Linked DNA regions of Sus scrofa: region 1 is linked to region 2. A link is a contact called in public HiChIP or PLAC-seq data. All regions are on one chromosome and are shown on one strand. The core of a region is the stretch at or near the end of the contact, and the rest is flanking DNA. Distances in the headings are between cores, read along the strand shown.

Region 1 (4,548 bases), core at 176-2,675, 100 kb after region 2:
TTTATTTTATTTTATTTTGCGAGGGCTATTCCATTGTGTGTAAATATGGCAGTTTATTCACTGATTGATGAACATTTAGGTTATTTTCAGTTTTTTTTATTACATCTAAAGCTGCTATAAACATTTCATGCACAGGATTTTTAGTGAGCATGTATTTTCATTTGTCTTCAGTAAATAGCTGGGAATGGGATTGCCGGGTCATAGGATGAGTGTATGTTTACCTTTCTAAGAAACTTCCATTCTGTTTTCTGAAATACTTCCTAAATTTTAGTTTCTTAAATTGCTAACATCCTATCTTCATGCATAACCATTGGTAAGGCTAAGGTCTTGCAGATGGTATATAACTATAGTAAGAGAGAAATAGGATGCACATTTTTGATGGGAAGGAAAAACAGATCACATGTGAAAGTATACCATGAGGTATCTTCTGATCTGGCCTAACAGTCCCTATTTTGAAGACATAAGTCAAGATGAAATCAAGGTGGGAGATGCTTCCTGTCAGGTATCATTTACAAATACCCATTTGGCTCTCCTGGCTCTAAGGCTCAGTGCTTCTTGTATTATATACACACCTTGTACCTTCATACACTGATCTGACTCTGGGCTCTATCAGAGGGACTGAGAATGTAATTCTAAAAACTTCATGTGTGCCAGGAAAAAGAAATCATGCCTCTCTGTTTGACAGCATTAACTGTGTCCTGGAGGTTCTTTAAGAAAGGGGAAAAAAAAAAAAAAAAAAAAAAAAAACTAAGAAAGAAAATCTTACTCAAAATACATTTTTTTTTCCTTCTGGCACATTTCCTGAATCCAGCTGGAACTGGAAAAGCATGTGCCAAAATGCAGTTTGGAAAAGTGTTCGTGTTTGTGAGTGTTTCGGCTCTGCCTGGAACCAAGAAGTAGCCAAAGTCTTAAATGTGAATGAGTTCCCCCTGAGCCTTCCAAACTAGTCATATAGTGTGATTTTACCTGGCATTATTGCCATCCAAAGCTGTAACTCTGAGTCTCCAAATATAAAATTTCAGGAAGGAGGTGTCTAATTCCATTAAATAAAGATTAATGAAGATTGGGGTAGACAATGGAAAATGCTTCTCTGCTTCTGTTTGCTAACACTATCAGAACTTTGTACAAAATGTATAAGGCAGATGCCTTCAGAAAGAGAGGGAAAGGATTTAAGAAACCCATGAGCCCTGTCCCTAGAGATCCGGAAGCACTGAATTGGTTTACAGCTCTTCCTGTGGCTGGAGGGAGTAAATAAGCCCCTGTCCATGTGTCAGTTCTTAAACTGGCAGGGGCTATATAGGGCTCAGATAACTCAGTGATGATAGAGTCCTTCAAAATAACTTTTCACATAGTGAAAATAGCACTCTTGACGAGTAGCTCTTCACGAACACTGATTGAGAGTCATACTTTAGTCACCACACATGACCTATCATTTATGACTTGCAGAGCACAGCTGTTTGTGAGTGATCTCTGATGAGTTGTCTTAATAGGAGAAGTTGAGCAAGAAACTTACAGGCTTGTTGCTCATTAATGCTTTCTTGAAACTCTGTGAGAGATACAAGAAGCTGCCCAGAATTTAATAATCATAGAAGAGTAGTCACAGCCCTTATGAAAAAAAAGGAGAAGCACAGAGAAATGAAGCCATTTAGAGTCTGTCAGAGAACAGTGAATTTCAAAAACAACCCTTCTGTTTCATTAAAAATTTATTTATTCAAGTTTAATGTACTTTGAAATGAATTTGCATTTTATAAAGAACAGAATATATTTTCATAATACTAGATCAAGGAAACACCACCCCAGAAAGTTTACTTATATACTGTAACAAGGTCAAGTGGGTTATGCCCTAAATTCGACATACTTGAGTATTAAATTCATGTTCTATAAATTACTCATGATGACATCTTACCTTATAATATAACGTGGCTCTCGATCAAAGCCTTCTTGAAATACACCTTGCACTTCAAGCTCATTTGATCTGAATATACCCATTTTTAATTCCTATCAAAGAAATATGTATAATTCATTTCCTGAAAGTGCACATAGTGAGAGAGTAAGAAATTGAATTTGTTTCTTCTAAAATAATCTTAAATGCTCAAGGGCCTATCATGCAAAATCTTGGCTTACAGACTTCTGGTTCCATTTTTCTGATGAGGAATCAAGCCACAGAGTATTTTTCTAAAATACTTTCTAGCTCATTAAAGTAAAATTATAACATGTTAGACTATTGGGAAAATTTAATGCAGTGGTCTGTAAACTATGGCCCATGGTCTAACCATCTGTTTTTGTAAATAAAGTTTTAGTGGAACCAAGATGTTTCCATTCATTTAAGCAGTGTGTATGCTTTCCTGCTATAGTGACAGGGTTGAGTAATTGTCACAGAGACCATATGGCCCACAAGCTGAAAACTCTTACTGTATGACTTTCAAAAAAGAGTTTGCCAACCCTTGATTTAGTCTATGCCCTACCTTTTATAATAACCAAAAACACAAAAGATTTAACAATTTCCATTACTGTTTGAGACAGAGGAGTTTATTATCATATTATGAAATCTTAAAATTCCAAAAATAGGTTCTGGTTTGGTTTCCTTTGATATATATGTGAGAAAATCTCCTTTGTCCCTTTGTACTAAAATGAGATTGAACTAGTATGATCAATGGAAAAGGGATGTTGACTCTACCGTCTTTCTCAAAGACCCAGATACCAAAGCCTCAGGGAACCTATAGCTTCTTAGTATTTAATGAATTTAAACATTATATACAAAATCCAGTTTTTGTTCAAAAAAGAGCAAAGGACTTTAAAACAAACTAGGTGCATATAATGAGATTGGAAAAATTACAGTAAGGAGCTATGACATAAATCAACCACATGACTCTTCTTGTAATGCTTCCCCTTTTATTCAGTTTAGTTATGACAAAAAGGAAGCACTAGACATTGAAAGGGCAATTGGAATGCTCCTCAGTTAAGTTGTGAGCTGACAGCTTTCTTCAAAGGAGCCTAAGGCCATACTGTAAGAAAGCCCATGAAAGCACTTGACTCCAAGGTGTTCTGAAGTCAGAAAATATCAGAGCATTTTTATCTTAAGGATGCTTGGATAGGATTTTTAATGCCATGTAAAACCTTGATAAAATCATATTGCAGTGTCCATGAATGGTACCCCCTGGAGTTACACAGTGTACAGCCTGGGAAAACATGTGGCACCACTATTTCTGAAGTCCTAGCACTCTCATTTTTTTTTTTTTTTTTTTTTTTTTTTTTTTTTTTTTTTGCTATTTCTTGGGCTGCTCCTGCGGCATATGGAGGTTCCCAGGCTAGGGGTCTAATTGGAGCTGTAGCCACTGACCTACGCCAGAGCCACAGCAACGTGGGATCTGAGCCGCGTCTGCAACCTACATCACAGCTCACGGCAACGCCGGATCGTTAACCCACTGAGCAAGGGCAGGGATCGAACCCGCAACCTCATGGTTCCTAGTCGGATTCGTTAACCACTGCGCCACGACGGGAACTCCCTCATTTTTAATGTAAATCCATTTTTAATAGGAAAAATATAAATTTACAATGTAGAAGTAATTACATATATAAAAGTGATGCGATTTGCATCACTAAAGAGCCTGAGTCCTTAAGCACCTATTTCAATTCACTGACATTCAGTTGCTATAGACCTACCTTTTTTCATCATATTTATCAAAATTCTGTCCAGCAGGCATCAAGAATCTTGCACAATACAAAATATATTTCTGGCTCCAAATATATAACACTTTAAATAAAGGCCATTACGAGTTCTTGTTGTGGCTCAGTGGAAATTAATCTGACTAGTATCCATGAGGACGGAGATTCGATCCCTGTCCTCATTCAGTGAGTTACAGACCCAGCATTGCCATGAGCTGGCCTGTCTTCCATGAGCAGATGCGGCCCGGATCTGGCATTGCTGTGTCTGTGGCATTGGCAGCTACAGCTCTGATTTGACCCCTAGCCTGGGAACCTCCATATGCTACAGGTGCGTCCCTAAAAAGACAAAATAATAATAGTAATGGCCATTAAAATCATTATTTTTTATAATCCAGGTTTTTTCTTTTAGAATAATTTTATTGAGGTATAATTTATGCACAACAAATTGCATCCATTTAAGTATCTAGCTTGATGTGTTTTGACAAACATATATAACTGTGTAACCACTGTCATAATCAAGTTATAGAACATTTGCATCACCTCAGAAAGTTCCCTCTTGTCCCTTTACAATTACCACCCCATGTCTGCAGACAATTTGTGGTCTGCCTTCAGTCATCATAGATTAGGTCTGACTGTTTTAGAATTCACATGAATGGAATGATGCTATATACATTTATAATTTATAATCTTCTTTCAATCTGTTTGGGATTTATTCATGTTGTTACATGTATCAGTGTTTCATTTTGTTTTATTGCTGATGCCTCTCCATTGTATGGACATACTACAATTTGTTTACCTGTTCACCTGTTGACAGGTATCTGGTTGTTTCTAATGTGGGGCTAATATGATAACACGGCTGTGAACATTCACGTAAAGTCTTTA
Region 2 (4,740 bases), core at 1,780-4,279:
TTAGAAGGATGCTTATAAGTAGGATTATTGAGCTTGTGAGTGTGATTACACACATGCTTCTTACTACCTATTGCCAAAGCACTTTCCAAGGGTTGTGCTGCTCTGTTGCTGGTGATATAAGACTACAAATTCTTACACAAAGCCTTTTTTTGACCTTGCTGGCAATCAAATAAATAATTCAATGAATGTGACCCATTACATTAGTTATTTACACTCAGAAATAAGTTAAAGACTTTGTGTTTTGAAACTCTCAGCCTGTCATTTTTTCTGGCATCGTGAGATATTTTTATTCATTAATTTATACATTAATCCAATTTAAAAAGTCATTTTTTGAGACCTTCTGCAAAAAGCTGTGATGCTAGATATGCTCTAGTAAAAATAGAGCATTGAATATATAGTAGAGGCATAGAGAGATTTAGATTTTGGGATACAGGGGATCAAATTCTTAGTGCAGTCTAAGAATTTGTCTCCAGTGAGTGAGATGAATGAAACAAATTATTACACTATTAATCATTTTAATATAATTGTTATGTAAGCAATGATGTACTAAGATATGCTGAAAAAATAAAACAAGTTACACTTAACATGGTGTGGGTGCACAGTTTAGTTTCCCTGAGAGAATTATCTTTAACGCTGAAGAATGAGGAGAAATTCATCATGTTGAGGGCAAATAGGTGGAAGCAGCAGGTTAAACATGAATTGTTGCTATAATAGAACCTGGAGATTCAAACAATCAAAATTGATCCCCTAGGGTGAAGCACTAGTGAGAAAGTGGGAGATTTTCAGGATATAAGGCCTGCAAGGAGAGCTAGGAAGAGGTCAACTCAGGGCTTCAGAACCACAATAAGGACTATTTGTTTGATGTTAACTCCTACAGAATTATCAACTATGAGCTGGAGGAAGGTATAAAAGAGTTTTAAGTGGCAGAGCAATGAGATTAGATTTGCCTTTGTAAAAAAGTTTTACTTTTTTTCATTTTTAAAAATTGTATTCAAGTATAGTTGATTTACAATATTGTGATAATTTCTGGTGTACAACAAATTTATTCAGTTATACATGTACAAAAAGTTTTCTAATAACTATGGAGAATAAACTGGAAGTGGGGGGGGTGAAATTATACCATTTAGGAGATTCTTAAAATCAGGATAAGAAATGTTGGTAGCTTGGGGTAGGGAAATAGCAGCAGGTATAGAGAAAAACTGACAGATTTAAGGTCTATATTGGAAGATTCTTAACAAGGCGCTAGTGGTTGGGTAAATGTGGAGAAGAGAGAGGTCATAAAGCTGGGACCCAGGTGTCTGGCATGAGCAAGCAACTAAATACTGGTGATGGGAATCAAAGTGGAAATCCTAAGAATATTATTAGACCATTTAATTAGAGCAGATGTCCTGATAGTTGAAAACACATGTTAGAGACTCAGGAAAGGTCTTCTGGGTGGAAGATGTAAGTTTGTAATTGTAAATGAAGCCGTGGCAGTAGATGAAGATCAACTGGGAGGAAACGCGGAAAGAGATGAAAAAAGGTGGTGATGCAAATTCCTGAAGAATTCAAATACTTATCCATCAGGTTTAAATGTAAGATCCCCCAAAAGATGTTGAGAAGAAGCCTATTCAAAAGGCAGCCAAGAGAGAACAAATCTCAGATCTACCTCTGCAAAGGCAAGGGAGTTGGGATTGTTCTAAGGTAAGCAGAGTGGTCTTAGGTGTGGGGAAAGGTGATTGTCAGCAGGGAAAATGCTGAGGTAATCCCGGGTTCTGGGCAGGCGCATCTCAGTTCCTGTTTCTGCACTTCCAAGATGGAGAAGCTTGGCTTGATCCGAGGGGGCAGTTTTCTGGCCCAACTCCAGTCCTCTGCCGTCTTGTAGGACATCTGCACAGGCCTAGTTTTAAGGTGAGTGTCCCTAACAAGACTTCGTCCCTCAGACTGGGAAGAAGCTGACTCCGTGTTCCTGTAAAACAAGTGGGCTTCATGGAGCTGGGAAGGTACGCAATTAATGAGAGGAAAGAAGAAAGAAAAAAAACAATAACTAAAGCAATCTTAACCACTGAGGATAGTTTGCAATCAAAGGGATTTTAATAAACTGTTGTCTTATGTGTTGTTCTGTAAGACAAGCTTAAGAATTTCAGTTTTTATCAGCTTCTGTTAATTCTATGAGGAATAGTTTCACAAATACTATTTTAAAATATCTTATTTATCATTTGCAGGATTAATTTATACCTGTAAATTGTGATTGATGAAAAGTTTGGAATATTAGGCAATGCCAAGATCTATTTATAAAATTTCCTCACATACCCTGTTACAAGACAAGGGCTTTGTGTTCTCAGGGTTAATTATATATACAATGTGTCTTATATGCAATACATTTACCCATTTCTAAATAGGTAAAATGAAAGTATAGAGTCTGACTTAGCCAGGCCCACTACTCAAGGGCTTAATTTTCATACTTAGCTTCCTGCCATTTCATGTTGATAATACTAAAAACCCCATTTCCAGTGTGAATAATATTTATTTAATTGTAAAATTTTCAGGTTCAAACTACATTCAAGTATACGTTTGTTTAACATGTTAATCAGTCAATTAGGTTAATTCCAATTTAACATATAAGGTACACTTTTGATCCAAATAGATAATCTGTTCTACTTCCTGGGTTCGCAAAGGAGACCAGATACTTTACTATTTTTCCTGTGGGTGTCATTTTAGTTTCTTTTCTTTAAAGCATATTTGTATGATGGATTGTATCTAGCAAGCCTATTTCACCTCTTCTTAACCCAACTCTTTCTTTCCTGGGCTTCTTTTTGCCTGAACAAATTCCTTTCAGAGCCTCATTTTCGAGAATTTTCTGGCTCAACTGCTTCTGAGAAACCAATGTTTGTCTTTTAAGATACCCCAGCAGCCCTTCCATATTTATCAACTCCATCTGTTTTCTATTCTAGTTCCTCTAAGCTCCTTTTTTACTTGTCAGCCCTAATCATTCCCCTGCCACTGTCCCCTCCCTAATCTTAGTTTATCTGGGCTTCCCAAGAGACAACTGCCAATGTAAGTCATTTGGCAGGATTGTTCCCTTCTCTGTGAAATGGTCACGACAGTATTTGTAAGCCTGTTTCACAATGAATCATTTTTATTTTTTATATGAAGTGAAAAAAAAATGTGACGGCATGTTCCAAAATACGCATCTAAATATAGCACTTTTCACCATACTGGGCAAGTGAATTTCCAAAGATCACAGCCAACACAAATTACAGATATCTTACTTGTACTTTGGCTTTTTGCTTTCTAATTACAGATTATGGAAGTAAAGAAATCATTTTTTATATCTTATCAGTCTCTTCTTAGAGAAAATGATAGATGCAGAGTATATTCAGAATTGAAATGTAAATGTTAAGACGTTATGTCAAGGTTAAAACTATTTACCAGATGAGTAAAAAATAACACATTTTTATGTGGTGAACCACTTAACTAGAACTGTATAATTCTACATTATTTGCTCTTTTTTCTTTTTTAAAAAGAAGCCAAACATCTCTAGAACAAACATTTTCCCTGTGTCGATTGGATTTAGAGTGCCAACAAAGTTTTGTTTCTTTTCTTTAAAGCATATTTATTTTTAAATCTTTCAATCCACTATTGCAAACAGATGTGCTTTTTTTCCTTCAAATGGAAGAAAATAAATAACCAAGGTTGCAATTCCCTTTAAATACTTTTTTAAAAAAGAAAGAGGAAGGAAAAACAATTGGAGTTTTATTTCAGAATTCTGCTCTGTGCCAAACATCCAATCTGTAAAACATTTTACCCTTTTGGTTTGGGAATGGGGAAAGACATCTGTGTGTGAGGCATCAATCTGTTTTTATGAAACGCAATTCTAGTTCACGGAGCTTTGATCCGAGGAGTGATAAACACACTACTCTGAGGCTTCTATTTAAAAGGCAGAAATATTGACAGTCTAAATCCTTAACACCTTAAGATGAACTTTTATCCAAATAAAAATAATGATAGCTACTATTAATGGAAACTTACAAAGTTCCAAACTGTAAGCAAACTAATACATGTGTGTTATCTCAGTATTTCCTTTTGAAGATCAATGCCAATATTATCTGCATTTTACAGATGAGAAAGTGGAGAAGGAAATGATTGTACATTTTGTATAAATCACTTGGCTAGAGTTACAACCAAGTATAAGATCCTCTTCTGTCTCTTATTCCAGGCATCTTTCTTCTAAAATGAGCTGCCTCCATCAAGTAAAGTACACACTGGAGTAAAAAGGTGAACCTAATGTAAGTTAGATTAGATTGTAGCAATAAACTTTCCTTTAGGGTCAGCTGGGGAATCAACTAGAGAAAGAGAAAGACTGGAATCTGTCTACTGTATCTTCAGGGGACCAGGCACTACCTTATATACTTACCTAAAAAAGCTTTTTTTATTGAACAGAAACAACGGTAAAACAGACATCTCCTTGGCCTCCATTCAGTAGTCACTTATTATAAATAAAGAGAGGTCTTCTATCATCCAAGTTCAACAGATAAAATGATCTATGGTCCAATAGTTCTCTTCTTCGGACTTGGCTTAAAGCTATGAAATGTTGTTCTTTAATAGTCAAGCAAGCATTGTTTCACATTTAAATCAGTCCTTTCTCTTTAAGAGCTCTAAGCACTTTGCAGACCTCATCTCATCTTCTCGACACCTTTATGTAGAGGAAATGAACTTAACCTTTTCAGGCCTCAGTGTGAGTCAGTAAGTTTGCATTTT

Evidence for each region. HiChIP or PLAC-seq counts read pairs in DNA pulled down with a chosen protein or histone mark.
Region 1: a contact with region 2 is called in an H3K27ac HiChIP or PLAC-seq map of skeletal muscle. The contact joins two enhancer-like sites. A contact is called at or near these places in 5 of 47 Hi-C or Micro-C datasets (fibroblasts, heart right ventricle, retroperitoneal adipose tissue and 2 more) and 2 of 2 datasets of contacts at active chromatin or transcription factors (alveolar macrophages and skeletal muscle).

The regions. Positions count from the first base shown.
Region 1 is chr13:153,344,121-153,348,668 of Sscrofa11.1, forward strand. No RefSeq gene overlaps it. Among named protein-coding and RNA genes, the nearest start is that of CBLB, 130 kb to the right of the region's middle. Within about 2 kb of position 1,426, at least 27 of the 83 cell types and tissues checked have an H3K27ac peak or open chromatin away from gene starts, as enhancers often do. A contact at or near this core is called in retroperitoneal adipose tissue, skeletal muscle and subcutaneous adipose tissue, where this site is marked.
Region 2 is chr13:153,242,787-153,247,526 of Sscrofa11.1, forward strand. No RefSeq gene overlaps it. Among named protein-coding and RNA genes, the nearest start is that of CBLB, 240 kb to the right of the region's middle. Within about 2 kb of position 3,030, at least 12 of the 83 cell types and tissues checked have an H3K27ac peak or open chromatin away from gene starts, as enhancers often do. A contact at or near this core is called in retroperitoneal adipose tissue, skeletal muscle and subcutaneous adipose tissue, where this site is marked.